Linked DNA regions of Mus musculus: region 1 is linked to region 2. Evidence: chromatin contacts called from public HiChIP or PLAC-seq data. All regions are on one chromosome and are shown on one strand. Each heading gives the region's core, a stretch centred on a gene start, on an enhancer-like site or on the middle of the called end of the contact. The rest is flanking DNA. Distances are from core to core; before and after follow the strand shown. Region 1 overlaps Arhgap17 (Rho GTPase activating protein 17). Region 2 has its middle 53 kb from the start of Gm39084.

The links. HiChIP or PLAC-seq counts read pairs in DNA pulled down with a chosen protein or histone mark.
Region 1: a contact with region 2 is called in an HNF4G HiChIP or PLAC-seq map of pancreatic cancer cells. The contact joins two enhancer-like sites. A contact is called at or near these places in 1 of 115 datasets of contacts at active chromatin or transcription factors (pancreatic cancer cells) and 2 of 9 other capture datasets (adipose tissue and embryonic stem cells).

What each region holds. Positions count from the first base shown.
Region 1 is chr7:123,290,180-123,296,426 of GRCm38.p6, reverse strand. It overlaps Arhgap17 (Rho GTPase activating protein 17), which reads left to right. Exons shown (of 20, transcript NM_144529.2): 16 at 1-17; 17 at 1,722-1,955; 18 at 4,222-4,391. Among named protein-coding and RNA genes, the nearest start is that of Arhgap17, 77 kb to the left of the region's middle. Within about 2 kb of position 2,361, at least 23 of the 459 cell types and tissues checked have an H3K27ac peak or open chromatin away from gene starts, as enhancers often do. A contact at or near this core is called in pancreatic cancer cells, where this site is marked.
Region 2 is chr7:123,041,773-123,048,127 of GRCm38.p6, reverse strand. It overlaps a transcript of Tnrc6a not described here. Among named protein-coding and RNA genes, the nearest start is that of Gm39084, 53 kb to the left of the region's middle. Within about 2 kb of position 1,332, at least 76 of the 459 cell types and tissues checked have an H3K27ac peak or open chromatin away from gene starts, as enhancers often do. A contact at or near this core is called in pancreatic cancer cells, where this site is marked.

The DNA.
Region 1 (6,247 bases), core at 1,112-3,611, 250 kb before region 2:
TTGGTGAAGAAGGAGAGGTACGTGCAGAGCTGGTCACTTCCACAGAAATAATAGGTGTCATGTAGGAGGACACTCAACCATGCATCTGGTACTGGCTTAATGGCCTCCTTTGTGACCGTGACCTACAGAGTCTAGATAATTCAAGAACCACATTGTCCAACTCTACAGGCATTAATCTGTGCACAAAGTAGGGGGCGTAGCCTGTCTGTTAACATCTGCACCTTGTGCACCAGCCTTTACTTGATGGCCTATTTGTGCCCACGGTAAAAAGAGTGCTGTCACACACACTAAATCCACTTACATGTGTCTTGAGTGTTAAGGAAACATAGTTAACGTGTGGATTTTTGGCTGAGAATCATATGAAGACAACCACATTTCCCAGTGAGCTGTGGAGAAACATATTTTTGGCCTTGATATATTTGCTAACTGCTGAGAGAAGCCCCAGAATTTGACAGTCCTGGATGGGAGAAAATGTATGTTTTAAACTTCGAGGCAGTATATTTCCATCCTATTGTCTATGGGCACTTTATGAGATGTTCAGTTCTAATTAAGACTATGATTCCTGCCTTCATCGGGCAACGTAGCCCTTAAGTGAGGAAAATGCTAGCAAGTGACAGTTTCTCCAAGTAAGATGAAGCCGTGTGAAGCAGCTCGCTGCCCTCATACCCTGGCAGACTGCTCACCGTGGGCTTCTCTTGTTCAGAGAAAGCTTCGCTTCCATAGAGGCTTTCCCTGAGATTCACCGTCATCCTTTGTAATTGACTACTGTGACCTGAACCTCACTCAGTCCTTGCCATCGTCCCCTGGTGGCCTATTAGAGCAGTTACTCTTCTGAATTTAAGTTACATGAGGTGTTATTAGTCTCATTAGCCCATGACACACCATTCTTAGCTGTCTGCTCTGCTTATTCTCCAGAAAACATCAGTTAATGGGGTCCAGGCTCTCAATGTTCCAAACTTAAGAAAAGAAAATTAGGGGGCTGGAGAGGTGGCTCAGCGGTTAAGAGCACTGACTGCTCTCCTGAAGATCCTAAGTTCAAATCCCAGCAACCACATGGTGGCTCACAACCATCCATAATGAGATCTGACACCCTCTTTTGTGTCTGAAGACAGCTACAGTGTACTTACATATAATAATAAATAAATCTTAAAAAAAAAAAAAAAGAAAATTAGGTTTGGCAATGCAGACCCTAATGCTCTGAATGAAGAGTGTGTTCCTTCTGCCCCATCCTCCAGACGCCATCCTACCAGAAACCAACTGTTTTTTCCAGCTATCCATAGCTTTCAGCCAAATGCACACATACACACAGTTGCGTCTGTGTCTCCTGCAAGCTCAGGGGCAGTGGTGTGGCCTTGCACAGCCACTGGTGTGCTTATGGATGTGGCTTCCACCTCCTCACATGTGAGATGGGAACTCGATCGATCGATCGGCACAGAACTGTGTCACTCGACATGAGGCTGCCTGCTTGCTCTCAGCTGCACACACCACCTGCTCAGGGGCATCTGTTGATCAGTGTGTGAGGTTGGCTTTGCTAGGGTTCAAAGCCAGAACCAGGTGCTTGCTTTGGTAACTGGGATGACCGCTGACATGTCTTGCCACTTACCTGCATGCTGGGCAACGTGGGCGGCGTCCCTTCAGTGGTTTTAACAGTGAGAACCTGCGGGCTTCTGTCTCTCTAGTCGGCATGTGTGGTGTGTTGACTGTTTCTTCTCTCTGTGTAGCTTTGGTGTGAAGCTAATGGACTTCCAGGCCCACCGGCGGGGTGGCACTCTAAATAGAAAGCACATAGCCCCCGCTTTCCAGCCGCCACTCCCGCCCACGGATGGCAACGCCTTGGCTCCAGCAGGCCCAGAGCCCCCTTCTCAGAGCTCTAGGGCTGACAGCAGCTCAGGGGGTGGGCCTGTCTTCTCTTCTACGGGCATATTGGAGCAGGGGCTGAGCCCAGGTGACAGCAGGTAAGGAGCCCACTTCTGCTGGCAGACAAGGCTGGATGCCCCTGCCTACTTCCAAGTGGCCATCTTTGGCGTGGCGGCAGAGAGCAAACCAAAGTTGCTTTCACTCCTTTGGTTAGTGGGGGAGAGAGATTGCAAATTGCTTGTTTGCTTAGCAGCACATGTTGGTGTGCTTTGGTGCTGGAAAGTAGAGACTAACAGGTGTCTAATGGTGTGCTCGGCCTCTACCTGTTCAGTGTGTAGCTCTCAGTGTTCACGTACCCTTTGCCTGGGCGCTAGCTGAGTCACAGGATTCTTGCCATTTGTCATCCGTTTGCTCATTTAATAATTACATTCAGTTGCACAGAGTTGCCAAATAGCTGCTGTTGCACCAGGCTGCCAGCACACTGGGTGACTAAGGGTCCCTCCACCCCTTAGGCACACGGGTCCAAGAAAGAAAGTAAGGTGGCATGTGTTCTGAAAAGGCTTGTTCATTTGCTTGAACTTTGACACGATGCTGGGAGCTGGGCTTCACAGGGATTACCTTACGAGGCCTTCAGGCTGGAGATTTCTGCTCTGTACCACCCAGTTCTCCACTGATCAAGCAGAGGCCACTGCAGGACTGATCTCTGCTTCAGATCTGGTGGCTCTACAGGAGATGAGCCCTGCCCAAGTGCTGATGTTTCAGTTGTCATTGTTTTAGTCCTTGTCTTTGGACAGCCACACAGTGCCCCATGGTCACAAATGCACAAATGTGCATATGTGTGCAGTACATGTGCACAAAGCAAAGCCTGTTTACCATGTGTGGTTTATCACACAGATGGGTTTCCTTGCGGAACTCTGATTGCATCTTTTTGGTGGTTAGCCCATAATCCCAGTTACTTGGAAGGAAGAATAATTACAAGTTCAAGGCCAGTCTGGGTAACAGTGAGACCTTGTCTCAAAGTAAAAACTAAAGCATAGGGCTGAGGATGTAGCTCAGGTCGGAGCACTTGCAAGGTATGTCAGTAGACGTCAGAGAGAGCACAGGACTCTTGTTTTATCGCCGTAGCTGGACTCAGTGCTTATGTTCATCCATGAGTCCTGTAATCTAGGGAAGTCCATCTTTCAGTCAAGAAGTCTTGGCTGTGCTTTAGGAATGTGCTGGAGGTACCATGCTGTCAGTGACCACTCCGACATGCGGGCCTTGGTTTTAGAGTAAATGGTTTTTGTTTGTCCAAGTGATAAGCCAATTTCCTTATGACATGCAGTTTGTTTAACCAAAGCTGAATATTTAAGGAAGTAGTCAGCCGTCTGCAGAAAGAGGAGTGTGTGTCAGCCATCAGTCTGCCTTCTAGTTTCTATACTTGAAATATCTTTGTGCACACTTCAATGGCATCTGCCCTTTGGTGACCTTGACAAAATGTGATCTTTGGTATAGAAAGCTGTGAGCCGGGAAGTAGGAGGCCTGAATTGGCTGTCAGCTTTAGGCTGTCATCGGGCAGCTCCTCAGAGCTCCTCAGTCCAGGTAACTGATGGCAGAGTTGCTTTATGTTTGTTACTTTTGTACAACAGCTAGGAAAAAGTCCCCAAGCCTCATTTGCTTAAAATAACACCCAATTTAAGGACATGCAAAACAGAACATGAGGCTTACTGTGGATGCTCTGAGATGCTTGGCCTTAATCTCTGTGGCAAAGGAGCTGAAACTTAGTCTGTTACAGGGAATCTCAATGCCTAGTCTCTGAGTAAGATCTACTTATCTGCCCAATCCGAGCTCTTTAAAATGTCAGATAATCTTCATCTCTCTGGGTTCCGATGATTTCTCAAACTCTCTCTGTAGGGCTGGAGAGATGGCTCAGTGCTTAAAATACCCGATGCTCTTCCAGAGGACCAGACTTCAATTCCCAGCACCCACAGGCTTGCATCCACCTGTAACTCTAGTCCTCCTCTAACGTCTGTGCATACCTGCACACATGTAGCACACACACAGATCTTAAAAACAAAACCCCATTGTGTTAGACACTGTTTTGTTTTGTCTGCCATTCTCCAGACGGTACAGCATACCCGGCATTCCGGTAGCTTCTCCACTGTCTTGGTTGTTATGAGAGGTGGCTCAGGAAGGTGTTGACAGTTAGGTTCTAATGCCATTTTGTATACAGGGCTGCCACAGCCTTGACTTTTGGTATCTGTAAGAAGTCCTGGAACTTCACATTCCCAACCCCCCTACAAGGATGAGCTAGATTTTATGTGCTTAGCTTCTACCAGGGAATGCCTGACCTCTGACTTGTAACTTCACGTTTACCCTTCTCAGTCCTCCAAAACCCAAAGACTCCGTGTCTGCAGCTGTCCCTGCAGCAGGAAGGAACAGCAACCAGATGACCACGGTCCCAAACCAGGCTCAGACAGGTGGCAACTCCCATCAGCTCTCAGTAAGCACACCTCACAGTGCAGCCGGTCCCAGCCCGCACACTCTGCGTCGGGGTAAGTGTCCCACATTCCTTGTGCTCGGGGAAAGTATAAGAACTTCTGGGAGCTACTGCAAAGGGTCAGGAGGGAAGACTCTGAGAAGTCTTTTTCATGCCTGTTAACAAGTAACAAGCAGGAAAATCCGTCATCAAAGAGGAAAAAGCATTGACGAAAACTGAAAGCATAGAGAAAAGAAATGCAGAACTGTAAAGGTCAACAGCCGAAATGAATTCTGCAGTCACTTCTGGGTTTCTAGGAGGTTGGTGTTCCAAGTCGTTGCTGTTTAGGAGCCACCGTAGCCTCTGATACTAAACTTCGTGAGCCAGACTTGCAGGGTCAGGGTTTTCTGGTTTTGGAGTAATATAATCTAAACAGCTCCCACCTGTCTCCTTTGCTCTCCTCAACCCAGCAGCCAGGCTGTTGCTCTAAAACTCAAAGAAGCCATGTCACCAATCCCATCTCTCCCACAGGCACAAGGCATTTCTGTCATGCCACTCTTTGGGGTTTTTGTCAGAGCATTTATTTTTCTTTCTTCTGTAATTATTCCCAACCCCTGTGCCATGGTGCACATGTAGGGTCAAAAGACAGCCTGGGTTTTGTCCTCACCTTCCACCTGTTTTTCCACTGCATTCTGGGTCCCCTGCCCAGGGCAATTCTGGGGCTTCTCTCGTGTCCACCTCCCATCTCTCCATTGGAGCACATCCCAGGTGTGCTCCCATGCCTGCCTTTCCATGGGTGCTGCTCCTCACACTCGAATACCAAGTGCTTAACCTGCCTGAGGCATTGTGTCCGACTGCTGAGTGTCTTTCTTGACCTGAATGTGTAAATTTGTTTAGTTCATTATCATTCTCCCCAAGATCTTAGTGAGCTTCTCTCTCTCTTTTTTTTTCCCTGAGCCAGGGTTTCTCTGTATAACCCTGGCTATCCTGAAACTCACTCTGTAGACCAGGCTGGCCTCGAACTCAGAAATCTGCCTGCCTCTGCCTCCCAAGTGCTGGGATTAAAGGCGTGTGCCACCAATGCCCGGCCTTATTTGTCTCTTGCTTAACATTTTACCCACATGTGTGCCTGCCAGAGATAGCACTCAGAAAGCTCATGAGGTCTAGAGCTCTGGGTGCCTCAGAGATCTGGAAAAACTGGGACTAACTTTATCCCTACCTTAGTCAGTATTGTATTGCTGTGAGGAGACACCATGTTAAAGACAGCTCTTACAGAAGAAGGCATTTCATTGAGGGGTTTGTTTACAGTTTCAAAGGGTTACGTTAGTCCATGAGTGTCCTGGCAGGAAACAGACAGGTGCTGCTGGAACGGTAGCTGAGAAAGAGCTTTACAGCCTGCTCTGTAGGAAGCAGGCAAGCAGACACTGGGCCTGGGGTGGGCCTTGGAAGCCTCAGAGCCAACTCCATTGACACACCTCCTCCAACAAGGCCACCTCTCCCATTCCTACAAACTTCCACTAACTACCACAATCCCCAACTCTGAACCTTTGTTGATTTCTGGAGATTTTTTTTTGGTTGTCAAAAAGGGCAGGAGGTGACAACAGTTAGGAAACAGAGGCAAGTATTCTATAAGCAATGGCGGTGTGCAGCACAGCTGCTAGTGCTGCTCAAGTGGAGAGGCCATGGTCTAAAGAGGGTCGTGTTCCAACAAAGATGCATGAGGAAAGCCACGCCTCTTACTGCCGGTCCAGCCAGTTAAAGTCCATGTGGACCAGGTTGCCCTGTGTTCCCAACTGTGTTTACTAATGTGTGAAAGATCCTCGCCTCAAAGTGTCTCATCATTTTGGTTGCTTGAGAATCGGTGAATTTAACATAGCAAGGGCACATGTATTCAGGAACGTGTCAAGTTTATATTCTTTTCCATCTCTCTGA
Region 2 (6,355 bases), core at 83-2,582:
ATAGGGCTGTGGAGATAGCCAGTGGCTAAGAATGATCACTGTACTTTTTGCCTTGATACCTAGTCCATTTCAGGCAGCTTGCCCACTGCTTGTAACTGATGGCCTCATATGGTTTCCGCAGGTACCTGCATACATGTGGTGCACACACGTGCACATAAAAATAAAATACATTTTAAAATCTTTAAAATTTTTTTATTTAGGCCTTGGGAGGTGGTTCATTGGGTAAAGTGCTTGCTGAGCATGTATGAGGGGTGGGATGTGGCTCTACAACACCTATGTAATGTCAGGTGCATATGGTAACCTTTGCATAGTCCTACCATCTGGCAGGCAGAGACAGAGGTTCCTCAGAGCAAGCCAGCTAGCTAGACTAGCCAATCAGTGAGCTTTGGGATTGAGAGACTTTGTCTCAGTATGTAAGGTGGTGAATAAGGAAGTGAACGAGGAAGACACCAGATGCTAGCCTCTGGCCTCTGTACACATGCACACACATGTGCGTGCACATCCCCCCACATGTGCACCTGAATGCATGTGAATGCATATGTGTGTGTGTGTTGTGTGTGTATGTGTACATCTGTTTCTACCTACCTTTGTCTTTATCTCTGTGCCTATGTCTGGGCTAATGACAGATCCCATTTTTTTCTATTAAATTAGAATGTATTAACAACTATTTGCTTTTAAATAAGGCAGCAAATGTTTGATGACCCCAACAGTTGGTTCCACACTGACCAAGAAATAATGGTGAGGTTCCATGGAAGACTTAGCTTTTCATTAGCAGCTAAGGACACACCTCACTCCAAAGCTGAAAGGTTAGATGTTTTAACTAGGCAGGTGGCTAGCTGCAAATAAGTTTCTAGTTAATTTTGTTTGGGTTCATCACTGGAAAGACCTTCTTCACATTTCCTGGTATTTTGTACAGCTCTTAAGTACATGCCCTAATACATTAAATAATGTGTCTTTTCTTTACCAAAGAACAAAGAAGCTGAGTGTTTGGAAAGTGTTCACCCGGCTGCCAAAGCCTCCTCCTGCAATGAGTTCAATTTCCTGGTGTCTTATCCTCAGTACTGAATGTCCTATTATGCCAGTCTGTCCCTCCAAGCCGCTGACCACAGCGTGTTGACACACCACTTGAAATCAGAGATAACATTTCTTCCCACCTCTGACAAAGACAAGGGCCAGGCCTGTGATTTCTTTGGCATTGTTAATGCTATACAGAAATTGTAACACCTCTTTCCTTTCGATTATTCTTATGAGTATTGTCCCCACTGGACAGCTAATGTGCGTTGGTGTTGAAAAAGCATGAGTCACACCACCGGGTGCTTCACAGGATACTTGGAAAAGGAACACCCTCTGGGGAGGAGGCAGTGCTAACAATCTTCACCATCGTCAATGCCTGCTTCAAATCAGGCTGCGGACTGTTAACCGAAACCATCTCTAGCAAGCAAAGCACCAGGCAGCTCAGCACTCAGACGTGTCTGTTTCTGAGTAGTGGAGTGAGATCGGGGGATCCGTGTATTTCTGCCCTTTGTTTTTAACACCTATCCACTCCCTGAGCTACCGGTCATGTGGCCTGCTGAGGCCCAGTGAGATGCCAGCAAATTCAGCCATCCAGAGATGCTGTGTGTTGTATATGTATGGTGCGAGCATTTGAGTGTGCATGCCCTTGTGTCTGCATTTGGAGGCCAAAGCAGGGTGTTGGAAGGTCTGTGTGTTCTATTGCTCTGGGTGGTATTGCCTTGAAACAGAATCTCACTGAGCCAGATTGCCATTAGGCCACAGTGGCTTGCCAACAAGTTCTCGGGCTCCCCCCCCCCCCCCCCGACTCTGCCTCTCAGTTCTGAAGTTACAGACACATTCAGCCGTAGCTGGCTTTTTTTTTTTTTTTTTTTTTTTTTTTAAGATTTACCTATTTATTATATGTAAGTACACTGTAGCTGTCTTCAGACACTCCAGAAGAGGGAGTCAGATCTTGTTACAGATGGCTGTGAGCCACCATGTGGTTGCTGGGATTTGAACTCTGGACCTTCGGAAGAACAGTCGGGTGCTCTTACCCACTGAGCCATCTCACCAGCCCCGTAGCTGGCTTTTTAACATGGGTGCTGGGATTCAAAGTCATGCCCTCATGCTTGCAGAGTAAGTGCTCTTGCCCTCCCAGGCATCTCCCCAACCCACCATGCAGAGATTTGAAAAGTGCTTGCATGTCTGTGCCCCTATGCTTTAACAAATGAAGATGTTTCAGCACATGGCCAACATGTGGATTGGAGTTGAACTGTTCAGTTGTCTTAACCAACTCTGCCCCAAAGTGAACTCGGCTAAAACCACATGACCTTTGGGTTTGCAGAGGGCTTTGTGTTAATGAAGGCCCCATGCTTGGTTCAATGCTCTCTGGCCCTCGTCTGGAAAGTCTTAATACTTTTTAGTAAGAGGACCCCATTTTCCCTGTGTGCACTGGGAAACGTGTAAAGCACGTTGCCGGTCCTCCTACATCTGAGCTCTGACTCCTGAGTGAGTCTTGGGATGTCCATCCTTGCCATTCTTCAGACACCAACAAGCACATCCTTGTTCCTTCAGCGGGTTGTGTTGCTTTGCAACACTGTCAAGATATGTAAACTAAATTGACTGTCCTCCCTCAGAAGCCTCTCAATACGCTTCTTCTTCAATATATTTATTTTCATATTTTTGGTTGTGAGCCTAGCCTTTAAAGGCTGAACCATCTCTTCAGCCCAATATTTATTTGTATGTGTGTGTGTGTGTATGTGTGTTGCACTGTATGCATGCAGTACCAGAATGGGCCAGAAGAGGGTGTCAAATTCCCTGGCACTGGAATTATAGGTCTTTGTGAGTGGGAATACGGGTGCTGGGAATCAAACCGAGTTCTGGGGGGGGAGAGCCAGTGCTCTTGATCACTAAGCCATCTCTCTGGCTCTAGAATGCATTTCTCAAAAACCCAATAGATTACATAAAAAATAGAAAAAAAAATAGGAAAAAAAAAAGCCTTTGGGCTTTGCTTCTGGTGACTGCTACACCTCAGAACGGTCACATTTCCTTTTTCTTCCCTCAGCACTGAGAACTGAGTCTCCTCCAGGCTGGGAAAGTGCTCTACTGCGCTGTAAGCTCAACTGTTGTTTGTGCTTTTAATTTTGAGATAGGCTCTTACTACGTTGCCAGGCTTGCCTTGAGCTCACTCTGCCACTCATCTGGCCTTTGTACTTGTAGCTTTTCTGCTTTAGTCTTCCAAATAGTTGGGATTGGAGACCTGTGCCACCAGGCCCCCTCTATGTCTTTCTCACATATGCTTTACATGAAATGTGATTTTTCTCTACCAGTGGCGACTCACAGAGGACACAATGTTGGCTGGTGGTGTACGCCCATGTTTGTTGGGCATCTGCTGTAGATAACCCTAACTCTGCACTTGCTTTCTCTCCCAGCTGTTTTTTGTTGTTGTTGTTATTGTTGGTTTGCTTTGACTTTGGTTCTTTAAGACTGGGTTCACCTCTGTAGTCCAGGCTAGGCTGCAACTGCCAATCCTCTGACTTTCCCCTCCTGAGTGCTGGGATGACATCTGTATCAGTGTATGGATTCTCTTAGCATTTTGTTTACCATCAACTTTGTGTAGGGTATGTGTGTGTACAGTGTGCGAAGGTGGGTATGCGTTTGCCATGGCGTCCATGTGGAGGTCAGAGGGCAACTGCAGGTGTCTGCTTGAGGCATGGTCTCTTGCTGGGTGCTCATTGCTGTGTAAGGCAGGCTCACTGGCCAGTGTCTTCTGTCACCATAGGAAGACTTGGAGGGCAGACGCTTGTTCACTGCATCTGGCTTGGGGGAGGGGGAGGGAGGTCTCTGGAGATGTGAACTCTGTCCTCAAGCTTTACAGCAAATGCTTTATCCACTGAGCCATCCCCCACCCAAATCCTGCCCAGCACTGCTGGATATTTTGTTTTGAGACAAAGAATTCACTATGCAGCCCTGACTGGCCTAGAACTCATAAAAAGCCTGCTTGCTGCTGCTTCAGAGTATTAGAATCAAAGGCTTCTGTCACCGTGCCCACCAAGCCCACTGTGCCCACCATGCCCTGGCTTTCTACTGTTGTTTCTTCAGTAAAAATGAAAATGAGAACCATGAGATGACTCAGCAGGTAAAGACACTTGCCACCAAGGGAGTCCTAAGTTAATCTCTGAGACCCGCATAGTAGAAGGAGAGAAAACTCCCTCAGGTTATGCTCTGACCTCTGCATGGGCATTGTGGCATATGTATGCGCACGTGTGCATGTGCACACACACACACACACACACACACACACACACAAAACAAATAAATATGCAATAAAAAATAAACTCAATTAATTAAATTGTGTTTTAAAGTTGAGTGATTACTAAACTAGGAACTCAACACTTTTTCTTTCAAGTCCAGGGACAGACCCCCACAGCTGTGATCACATGAGTCAGGGAAGCTCTCGACCACTGAGATCCAACCCCAGTTTATATTGCATGTGGCTGAAGAACACTGGTTGGTCGCCCAGGTAATTCCATTTTGGAAATGATGTGAAATCTCTGGCCGAGTCACGCAGCAACCTGACAAAGTTGCTAATGGAAGATCCGGTGCAGGCAATCTCTTGTTCAGTGAAATCCAATTTCCAGATCTCCACAGCCGCCTTTCCCATTCACACTTTCCCCACCAGCCACGCTGGTGAATTCATCGCACCACAGATGATCTGGAAGTCCTGTTCTCTCATTAAGCCTCTGCAGCAATGGCTGGAACTATTTTTATCATTGCTCTTACACTCCAGTGAACCACATTTTAGTCATTAATCTATTTTTGTTAATCGGAGTCACAACACAACATAGTAGTAACAAAAAGCAAATTTTACACGAATAAACAATGGTATGCAAATGATAGGGCTGAGACAGACTGTGTTCTACTAACTGAATTCTAGCTATAACCTGTTAAAGACTGACCATCGTACACCCAATTAACAGCAGTATGCAGTAAATCTTTATTTCCTTGGCCATTTCAGACTTATGAAATGCTTAAGCAGGTGACTTTTTCACTACTTTTGCCACAGAAACTGCAAATCTGTGGGTCGCTTTTACAGACACGTTGGTTGATTCCATTTTAGAAACACTGACTTAAAAGATAAAGTCTGGAGCTAAGGAGATGGCTCAGCTAATAGAACCCTCGTTGCATGAGCAAGTAGACCTCAGTTCAGCCCCAGAATCCACATAAGAAGTTGCCATGGTGGCACACACCTGAACACTCAGCACTAGAGAGGTTAAGAGGCAGAGATGGGCACATGTGCAGAGATCAGAGGACAAGCTCCTAGAGTTGTTCTTTCCTTCCACCAAATGGATCTCTCAGGCTAACTCCAGCCCTTACTCTTGATGGTACGCACATTTATGGGCAGAGCCATCTGGTCAACCCCCTCGTGAACTCTTAAAGCTGGGTGAGCTGGCCTCCTACTGTGTTCTCCTTCATCCCTCCTCCTGTGGGTACTTCTCTTCTTCCATCCATGTTTTGTCTTTGTTCTTACAGATTTCCCCGGCAGGGCCATGTGGTAACACAGGACCTGTTCTGCCCAGAGAACTGGCCTTCTACCCCTGTGGCTACCTGGTTTTCTCCGCTGTTTCTCTTTATATCATCCTGTGGACGTCAACACGCCCTTTATCATCCCATTTGAGAGCAGTGTCTGTCTAGGCACATCCATGGTTGTTACCTTGGCTGCAGTATCAGCCCAGATTTCATTTCTTTCCCATCTCCACACAAAAGTGTGAAGATGCCTAGAGTGACAGCTGAGTTATTAAGAATCCCAGTAAAACAGAACGAATCTACTCCACTATCTGACTGCTCCCCAGCCTCTCATTACTCGGCTCTGCTTATTGACGTGTGCCTCAATGAATAGGCAATTCCTTACCTCCTAATGTTCTTCTCAGGCAGTAGGGGAACGGAATTAACTCTATTATAGTCGCTAGTTAACTTCATGAGACAAGAAGAATATATTCTGTTTTACCTTCTCTGGTTTACTTACTGAGAGAGAGAGAGAGAGAGACCCACAACAATAGAAGTTTCTAAATTCCCTAACTCCAAAACATAGAGCATTGCTTAATAAAGACATACAAAATACAATCCTACCACAGTGAAAAAGACTGGTTTTAAAAATTATGTTATTGTTTTCATTTGTTTTGTTTTGTTTTGTTTTGTTTTGTTTTGAGACAGGGTTTCTCTGTGTAGCCCTGGCTGTCCTAGAACTCACTCTGTTAGCCAGGCTGGCTTTGAACTCAGAAATCCGCCTGCCTTTCTGTCTCCCAAGTGCAGCGATTAAAAGGTGTGCTGCCCAGCAGCAAGACTCTTTCGTTAGCGCTGA